2 separate regions of the Rattus norvegicus genome follow, and region 1 is linked to region 2. Evidence: chromatin contacts called from public Hi-C data. All regions are on one chromosome and are shown on one strand. Each heading gives the region's core, a stretch centred on a gene start, on an enhancer-like site or on the middle of the called end of the contact. The rest is flanking DNA. Distances are from core to core; before and after follow the strand shown. Region 1 holds the start of Rad23b (RAD23 homolog B, nucleotide excision repair protein). Region 2 overlaps LOC120103069 (40S ribosomal protein S18-like).

What was found. Hi-C and Micro-C count contacts between places; a contact is called where the count stands out from the background.
Region 1: a Hi-C map of Schwann cells shows a contact between it and region 2, with 1.9 times the contacts expected there. The contact joins the promoter of Rad23b here to the enhancer-like site in region 2.

Annotation. Positions count from the first base shown.
Region 1 is chr5:74,883,444-74,887,868 of GRCr8, reverse strand. It overlaps Rad23b (RAD23 homolog B, nucleotide excision repair protein), which reads right to left and starts at 2,351. Exons shown (of 10, transcript NM_001025275.1): 1 at 1,994-2,351. The coding sequence starts at 2,059. All of the region lies in intron 1 of LOC120103069 (40S ribosomal protein S18-like), which reads left to right.
Region 2 is chr5:74,772,309-74,776,553 of GRCr8, reverse strand. The region is part of intron 1 of LOC120103069 (40S ribosomal protein S18-like); the gene reads left to right. Among named protein-coding and RNA genes, the nearest start is that of Trnal-aag10, 110 kb to the right of the region's middle. Within about 2 kb of position 1,448, at least 11 of the 93 cell types and tissues checked have an H3K27ac peak or open chromatin away from gene starts, as enhancers often do. A contact at or near this core is called in Schwann cells, where this site is marked.

The sequences.
Region 1 (4,425 bases), core at 1,102-3,601, 110 kb before region 2:
GGGCCTAAAGTGAAGCACAAAGTTTATACGTATATACATATGTACATATTTCAGTAGTGTGAAGTTACTATACAACTCCAACACATTCACATATTAAAGAAATAAAGCAAAACGTGTTTCTCTGTGTTTTAGTGGTTCTGGGATAAGTTCATATTATAAGCCCAGAACTTACCATGATTTATCTCAGCATTTACCACCTGCAAGGGGCCAAATGCCAAGGAGGCATTTTACATATTTTGCATACCATCACTAAAGAGATGACTGCGCTATTCCTTCTCTAGGTGCTGGAGATGAGCTCAGGCTCTCACACGTGTCTGACACCCAGGCCTGCACTATCATCTTTCAGTGTACTATTCTGAACTATCTTAAGTAGTAAAAGAAAATGGTGGCATATTCCCTTAATCATACTCAGGAGGCAGAGGCAGACTGACCTCTGAGTTTGAGGCCAGCCAGGACTAGAGTTGAGTTCCAGGACAGCCAGGGATACACAGAAAAACCCTGTCTCAAAAACCTAAAGGAAGGAAGGAAGATGGAAGGAAGGAAGGAAGGAAGGAAGGAAGGGAGGGAGGGAGGGAGGGAGGGAGGAAGGAAGGAAGGAAGGAAGGAAGGAAAAAAAGAACTCAATTTACTGGGCTTCTGCCCACCAAGTGTTAACAACTGCTTCTGAGAAGACTGCAGAGTTCTCAAATAATTTTTTTTCTATATCTTTAAGAATTATCGCAGATGTCTGGAAAGTAACTAACTTCTTAGAAAATCATTTTGTGCCACACAATTTCAAAAAGGTCAGGGATTTTTGGCTTATTAAAGACTGAAGGAGACTTTAGAATAGTAGACAAGATAGATAAAACAGAACACCTTGTCTTCACACAAACATATTGATTAAATAGTAGGCCTCATTTAGGAACCAACCAAATGCCATTTAATCCTCACCATCTCAGATGATACTGTTCCCATTTCACAAAATCAAACAGGGTAATTTGTCCACATCGTAGTAAAGGAGTTACAGAGCCACAAATAGAATTCCAGTCTCAGGTCTATTTAATTAATACCACGTCCTGGTTCTTCAGCCAAAATTCAATCACAAATTCAGTCAGTCATAAAAAAATTAAGAAAAAAAAAAAAACCACCACAAATACGCAGTAATTGCTGGCTTACGACAATCTTAATTTAACATAGTGTCACAATTCCACGTGAGGAAATTAACACACATGGCATTTTTTAGATTGCTGACATAAAGTTGTATTAAAGTTAATATAGTAGACCTTTTTACAGGCAAAGCCGGAGACCACAGCATTAGAATTCATCACGTGAACTCGTTAAGTGAAGTCGGCTTTAACTGTAGATCATCGAGTTTTATATTTTTTTCCCTCCCTTCAAATACTACTATTCTGGGAGTCCGAGCGGCGTTCAGGTTCCCAAGACGACGGAGAAAACTCATTTAAATCCGGATCTGAAGGTTTCTAATGCAAAATTCTTCACCACCAACGTGGCCTCTGAGCGTAATCCACCTGTGGGTGTGGGTTCGGTGGCTGCGAGGGAAGGATCGTAAAAACTATCCAAAATAGACACAAATAAAAGGGTTCCTTCTGGGAGGCAAAAAAAAATTATTTTTTCCCCACCGTCTCTCTTGGCTACAGACAAAACTAAGCGCATTTAAGGCCCATCGTCTTGGGTAACCAGACCCTAGACCTCCGCACCTAGCCAGGTCGTAGGAGGGTGGTGGCGACGCCTGGGTCTCCCTCCCCCACCTGTGCACTTCAGGCCAGGCTCCAGCGCCCAGGCCGCCAGGCCTCCCCTCCCCCTCCGTCCCCACGACCACGCGCTCCGGGCCGCGGCCTCCAGTGCCCGCGCGAGCCGGTGCTGCTCCACGCCATCTGCCCCCAGGCCTTCCTCGTTGTCGGCCCACAAAGCCGGCAGTGACCTGACGCCCCTCTGGGGCCCTCCCGCGTCGCCCCGACCCAGGCCCGCGCTCCCCTAACCCTGCAGCGCATACCGTCTCCTCCGGGTCGATGTCGATCTTGAAGGTCTGCTGCTGAAGGGTCTTCAGGGTGACCTGCATGGTGCCTAAGCCGGGGCCTGGCCGCCCCGGGGTGGCCGCGATCCTCGCGCTCTCGGGAGGAAGGCGGTGGGGGTGGGGGCTTGTCACATTCGCCCGGAGTCGCGCTCACCCCGGGCCCCGCGTCCCCCGGCCGCGCCGCCGCTCCCGCGCCTTTCCCCGCAAGCTCGACCCGCGGTGCTTCCTCACGCGCCAGACACCGGGCCCGCAGGAGGCGCGAGGGACTCCCGGAGAGACGCAGAGAATCCGCTACCTCACCACAGGATGGTGGCCGCCATCACCGTGACTCGCCGAGACGTGCCCCCTCCCCCACCAGAAAAAACCCGGAGGATGGGGCCAGACTCGGGAGATCTGAGCAGGCGCAGGGTGCGGCGACGCAATGCGCAGGCGTGAACAGGAACTCCGCCCGGGAATTGGAGGCGGGGCGATGGGTGGTGCTGGAATATCGGCGGCGCGTCGCCGGCGTGCGCAGGCGCACTTCGCAAGCAGCGGCGCTCGCGCTGGCCTAGTCGGGTCCGCCGGCTTGCATTCGCTCCGCCTACATCCAGGCTCCGCCTAGCGGCGCGAGTTGCGCAATCCGTAGCCGGGGAACGGCTACGTGGAGACCCGGCTCAGTAGCAGCGGAGCAGTGAGAGGGCGGTGTAGAGGGCGGAGCCTTAGTGGAAGGATTGTCTAAGGCCCGCCCAAATGGGGCGCGCGTTGCCGGTCGAGCGTGTGTAATGCCAGTTCCTGATTCTGAGACAGGCTCCAGCAATGGACTGCTTGCTTGCGAGTCTTGGGTTCTCTCACTAGCCTCTGGACCTCCCACATGTAAAGAAAGGCGGATTTAAGGAGGCCTAGTTGTATCACGCCTTTCACTCCTTCGTTTTGCTGTCTCTGTTGAGGGGTAATTGTTGGTGGATATTAGGAAGTTGCCCTCAGTCTCATCCCAAGTGCTACTTTCCTTTGCATTTGGACCCTTCTAATCTTTGCTCAAATGTCGCCTTCTTGAACTCTATCCTGCCTACCCGACTTAACGTATCAGCTTCTTCGGATACGGTTATCCAGCTCCACTTTTCTCATAATATTTATCACCTTCTGATTACTACACAATGTGTGTGTTTAGTATGCGTGTCTTCTCTTCCTTTACCAACCCCCAGGCTGAAGCTACACAAAGGCATGCATTTTGTTTTGCCCATGGTGTACCCCCAAAGCCTGTAAAATAAGTCTAGCATGTTGTAGGTACAAAGGTTAATATTAGAAGGATGGGAGGACGTGCTTCTGGTTCCTTGGCAGTAAGAGTGAAATGTCACTCAGCTAGTTGGTGGTTGGAGAGAGTGGGATCATGCATGTAAGTCTTAGTGTCAGGAACACAAAGTTAAGTGCTTTGCTGTAGCAATATGTCCATTTACACAGAGATAAGACAGGGTGCAGAGGTGTCGGGTAATAAGCACCCAGCCACCACAATAGTAAGTGACACCTTGTGTGCTTGTCTGTATGCTGCCTCTTAATAATGCAGTGACCCTTGCTAGACTTACAAAGTGAGAATAAAAAGCAGTTACCATCAGACCACAGTGAGGACAATTACAACCTCTTTGAGCCAGCACCGTCAATGATTACAGTATCACTATTTGGATTTTCATGGTTCCAGAAGCTAGGATATAATTTTGTCATGGAACTTTCCCTGACCAAGTTCCCTCTCCACTGACAAGGTATGTCCCTGCACTATGATAAATTTTGAATTCTTTGCCTTTTGTCTTCCTGTGGAGCTAGTCTTAGTCACCAGGTGTCCTTAACTTTTGCCCTGAAAAACTGGCAGCTGGGATCTCTCCCTTTAGCTGTAGGGTCAGCCAAAGGCAAAAGCAGTTACTGTGTTCAATGTAACCAGATGCTGGGGGGAAAAAAAAAAAAAACCATGGGTAAAGGTAGCGATTGACTTCCTTGTGGACTTTCCCCCAAACCATTTCTCTCCTAGTCTTCCCTAACTCATGACATCTCCATCTCTCCAGGTACTCAGATCAAAACATAGTCATCCTCCTTAAGTCCCTTTCTTCCCTGGCTCCTGCTGCCTAGCCACCACATCCAAACCAGTGTCAAATCTTACCAATTTTACTCTACAATCTGTAACCTCAAGTTCAGCCACTTTTCTCCAATTTCTATGTCCACAACCATCATCAGTTGCTGTCTCCTAAGGAGTCTTCAAATCTAATCCCCACCCCGACAACAGTGCAGCAGGCGAAGCACCCAATATGTTAAACTGGGGATTTTAGTTTTGATTCTGTTTCTTATAACAGGGTCTCAACTATATAGCCCCCAAGCTGAACTGAAACTTGCAATTCTCCTGCCTCTGCCCTCTGAGTGCTGAGATTACAGGTGTACACCTCTATTCC
Region 2 (4,245 bases), core at 199-2,698:
TGACGACCTCTTCCATCTACATAGTGAATAACAAAATTGACTCAGGTCAGTTCTAGCCAAGAGGGTCATGGAAAGAAGTTCAGTTTTGGAATGAGACAAATTTGGGCTAAAATCCCAGCTGTATCTCTGACAGCCTGAGTCACCTACGATGTCCCTTCACACTGGTGACAATGATCCCTGCCCGCCTCACCAGGCTGTTGCTATAATTACGTGAGATCAAGCATGGAGAGCATTACAAGTGTTTGCTGTCATTCAGTGTCCGACTGGGCTCAGTCACACAGCTAAGAAGTAAGGAGCTGTCCGAGGTCTCACCCCTGAGGACAAGACCTTTCCCCCCAAGCAGAGAATGAGGGACTTGAACATTAATTAGGAATCCAGGGTGCAGGGTTATACGTACTTTCACATACATTCTCTTTCTTGATTTTTCACAGAAGCCTTTTGTTTTTAAAAATTCTTGTCCCCATTAAAAAATATAAGTGCATTTTGGAAATAGGGCTCAGAACAGGTACTGCTTGTTATTGTCTTTGAGGTAGTGGTTTCCCTGGGAGCTTCAAAACTCCCTCCCTCCTCTGTGCAAGGTACCTCCCAGACCTGTGAGTGTCTAAGCTGGGGCCCCCTTCAGAGCTTTAACCCTGACTGTGCTCTAGACTTTATAAGCCACTTTCTCTCAAATTGCAATGGTTTTTATTTTACTCCCTTGTGAGGAGAGCAGAGTCAATTTCCATTGTGCCTGTCCTGAAGGTAGGGAAAACCAAAGGTCAGAGAAAATTCTGCAAAGATTTGGACAAGAACTAGTGTGTGTGTGTGTGTGTGTGTGTGTGTGTGTGTGTGTGTGTGTACATGTGCTCACTCTATATCGATGCCCTCAGAGTGTCCTCTTCTGATCATAGTTGCACCTAAGAAAAGGTAGACTTGGAGACTTGGGTTTATGGAGAATTCATTACTAGCAAAAGAGAACCAGGTTCTGATGGCCGGCACCAGTGGCATCATCTGATCCCTGTATGCCTCTTCCAGACCATGCGTTCCCTGCCATCTAGAGCAGAGGCCAGAGGGTTTTCCATGTGTGCCTGTCATACCCATTTCATTCTGCCTCTGTTTTTCCATCTGCTCATGTAGGCTCTGTAGTTACGGGTTTGTCTCTGCCAAATGTTTCTGAGGTCTGGAATGGAGAGAGAGCAGCAGAGGCCAGAGCATTGATGCCATGGGAAAGTTGGCTTTTCCAAGGATCTTTCTCCTCCTCCCCAGGTTCTTGGGGGTTGGGGGTGTGTCAGTGGACAATTAAGACATAGCGCTGGACAACAGAAGCCTCTGACAGTCTCACGGATCAGCCTGGTACCTCCACTCCCAGCATTCATGGGCACACACAGTTCCTCCTGGGACAATGCCACCAAGTCATCTTGAACTGTGGAACCAGAGTACCCAACGTCATGAGAGAACACAGAGGCCTCTTTCTGGCTGGTGGTGTGATTTCAACAGAAAACCCTTCTCAGGCAGGAAGAAGCAATTCTCGCGCCGTGTCCCTAACAAAAGCTGACCTCTTCTTCAGTGGCACTACTGGGCAGGGCCAGAATCAAGCTGGGGTTATTTCCCCAGCATTGCCATAGTCATAGCAACAGCTTTGATTAATGCCATGGCCCATTAGAGAGATAATGTCAGCCCTAATCAGAAACGCCTCAAGTAGCTCTCTTTGCATTTTGGTAAATGGAGTAATCACATTACGGTTGGATGTGTCTGGGAGCTGATTGCTGTCTCGAAAGTCTGCCTGATTTTCCAGGTTAAGGGGTGTCAGGGGGCCTGAGCTGCAACTAATCATGGTGCATTGTTAGGAGTGTTGAGGGGAAAACAGAAGGCACAGAGACAGATGGGGAGGTTGCTGCCCTATCCTCCTCCTGGGTCAACAGGGGATCCCTGGACTGGTGGTCTATTGGCAGGGACTGCTTTCCTGAGGATGAGCTCAGTGTCGCAGAGATGGTGACCGTGCTGTGGATAAACACAAGGAAGGAGAGCACGGCCAGCAAGAGCAGGCAGGTGCCTCAGTTGGGCCCGGCTTCCCCTTCTCCTTCTGTATCAAACTGCTGCTGATGGACAGCCAGCCTCGGGTCATGCCACTGGGCTGGAAAACTGGCAGGAGAGTGCTCACTTTTGGCCTGGAGATAGGAAACGGCAGAGGTGACATGTGCCCCTTGTAATGAGTGTACACTTGCTCTGTCATACTAGTCCTTGGACTTTGGCAGGTTCTGCCTTGTGGGAGACTCCGTTGAAGCTTCAGACTTGAGGGGAAAGTCTCAATGCATCTTGGGACAGGATGACATCCCTTCCTCTCTCTGTTTGTTGCAGAGAAATCATGAGAAGGAGAGGTGACATCTCTGAAGCCTGCACTCTCATCCGGAATGGATGCTCAGTTCCATCTCTCAAGAGACCCTCCCTATACTGATACCTCTGTCTGCCTTCCAACCTGACTGCCTTTGTTTCTGCAGGTCTACAGGGTGACAGTAGCAATAAATCATAGCCACCCATATGGAGAGATTAAGAGGAGGACCCGAGGAAATATGCATTGAGCCCCTGGAGGCTATTTTCAGATGCTCCTGGGAGGCTTTTTTTTTTTTTTTTGGAAAGGAGTCACACAGTTAACTATTTATGACAGTTGGAAGGCAGAGCAGAAATAGAAGAGCAGTACTTGGTGTCCCCGCCAAGACTGAGAGGTAAAAATCTTCTCAGAGGTCTAAAGCCACTTCAGAGCCATTAAATTTACTGTCTGTTAGACAACATTTAATATCTAGGATAACATTTTATTTTGGGACCCAGCAATAATTTTTTCTTTTCTGTTTTAAAAATTATCTCAGGGCCTGCCAAGTTGATGAGATAGAACTGTTACAGGGTCACAATGCTACCCTGTGGCTCCATCCCCATGGACACAGATCCTTAGCCAGTGAAACTGAAGTTCACCTCAGAGCTTCAAGATCAAGGTCCCTGGTCAGGGTTGGGGTGTGGAAAGTTATGGTGGGGAGACCAAGGACAACAAATAGATAACACGTTATGACATCACGAATCAGCCAATCTCCGTTTTCCATTTGTCTCTGTTCCAGGCTAAATTTTATCTTAATGAATCAATATTCTTCCCAGGAAGATGTTGGAATAGACACATTAAAGGACCCAACATTACAGCTTGACCTCAGCTCTTACAGACTGGTGTTCTACTGACTTGGAGAGAATGGATTTCCCAGGCTGTTTCTCTAACAGCTTTGTAAAGCGCCACAATGACCTCCCCTGGAGACATGTCCTTGACCATCAGTGCTCATAAACACAGCTGATCAAGGGCTTGAAAAATAAATCAAATTGAAGATGTGGCACCTTGACACCCTCCCCCACCCACCCTAGCCAACAGCTTTAAGCTAAACGAGTGGGTCTCAACCTATGGGTCACAACCCCATTTAGGGGTCGAATATAATATATCTTCCACATCAGATATTTACATAACAATTCATAACAGTAGCAAGGTTACAGTTATGAAGTAGCAATGGAAATAATTTTACTGTTGGGGTGAACGGTATTAAAGGGTCAACAGCATTAGGAAGGTGGAGAACCATTGAGGTAAATGAACACAAGAGATTCCCAGGAAAATGAGTTAACATTGTGGTCACAGTTTCTACTGTTCCTGCTGGCACTCTCGCTAGCTGTCTAATCCCGGACCTGAGATGGATCCAGTCAGTGGCAAGATGTGCTGCAATCTTCACCCTCCCTCAGTCCTGTCTACTGGGTTTCCCAGGCCCACCATTCTGACGAGCCTGTTACCACCTCAGACAGACCCGTTATACACATAGATCTAATTTAGGTCTACGTAGATTGTCTTCTTGATGGCCACTCCTTCTTGAGTCTTCAGTTTGGTCAATGGCATCTAACACTCTGAAACTGGCCATTTGGGTACCACCAATGTTGGGACTTTGGCTCTGTGAGACACTGCTCCCTCTGCAGATCTGGTAACTGTAACTGATCGTGCTTCTATTGATGGCTGTTTTCTTTGGTCCTAGCTAATCTCCTCACCCTGACTCCATGTGTGCTGTCCTTATTGTTACCTTGCACAGAGTTTGTATGGGAGCCTAGCAAATTGTGAGCTTCCCAAGAGCAGAAACCTCATTGGATTTCCCCCTTCCTGTACCCCTGTCACCTAGTGTCACAGCCAGCACAAAGTAGGAACACTGAACGCATATTTGATGCATGAATCAGAAATGAACATGTAGCCCATTT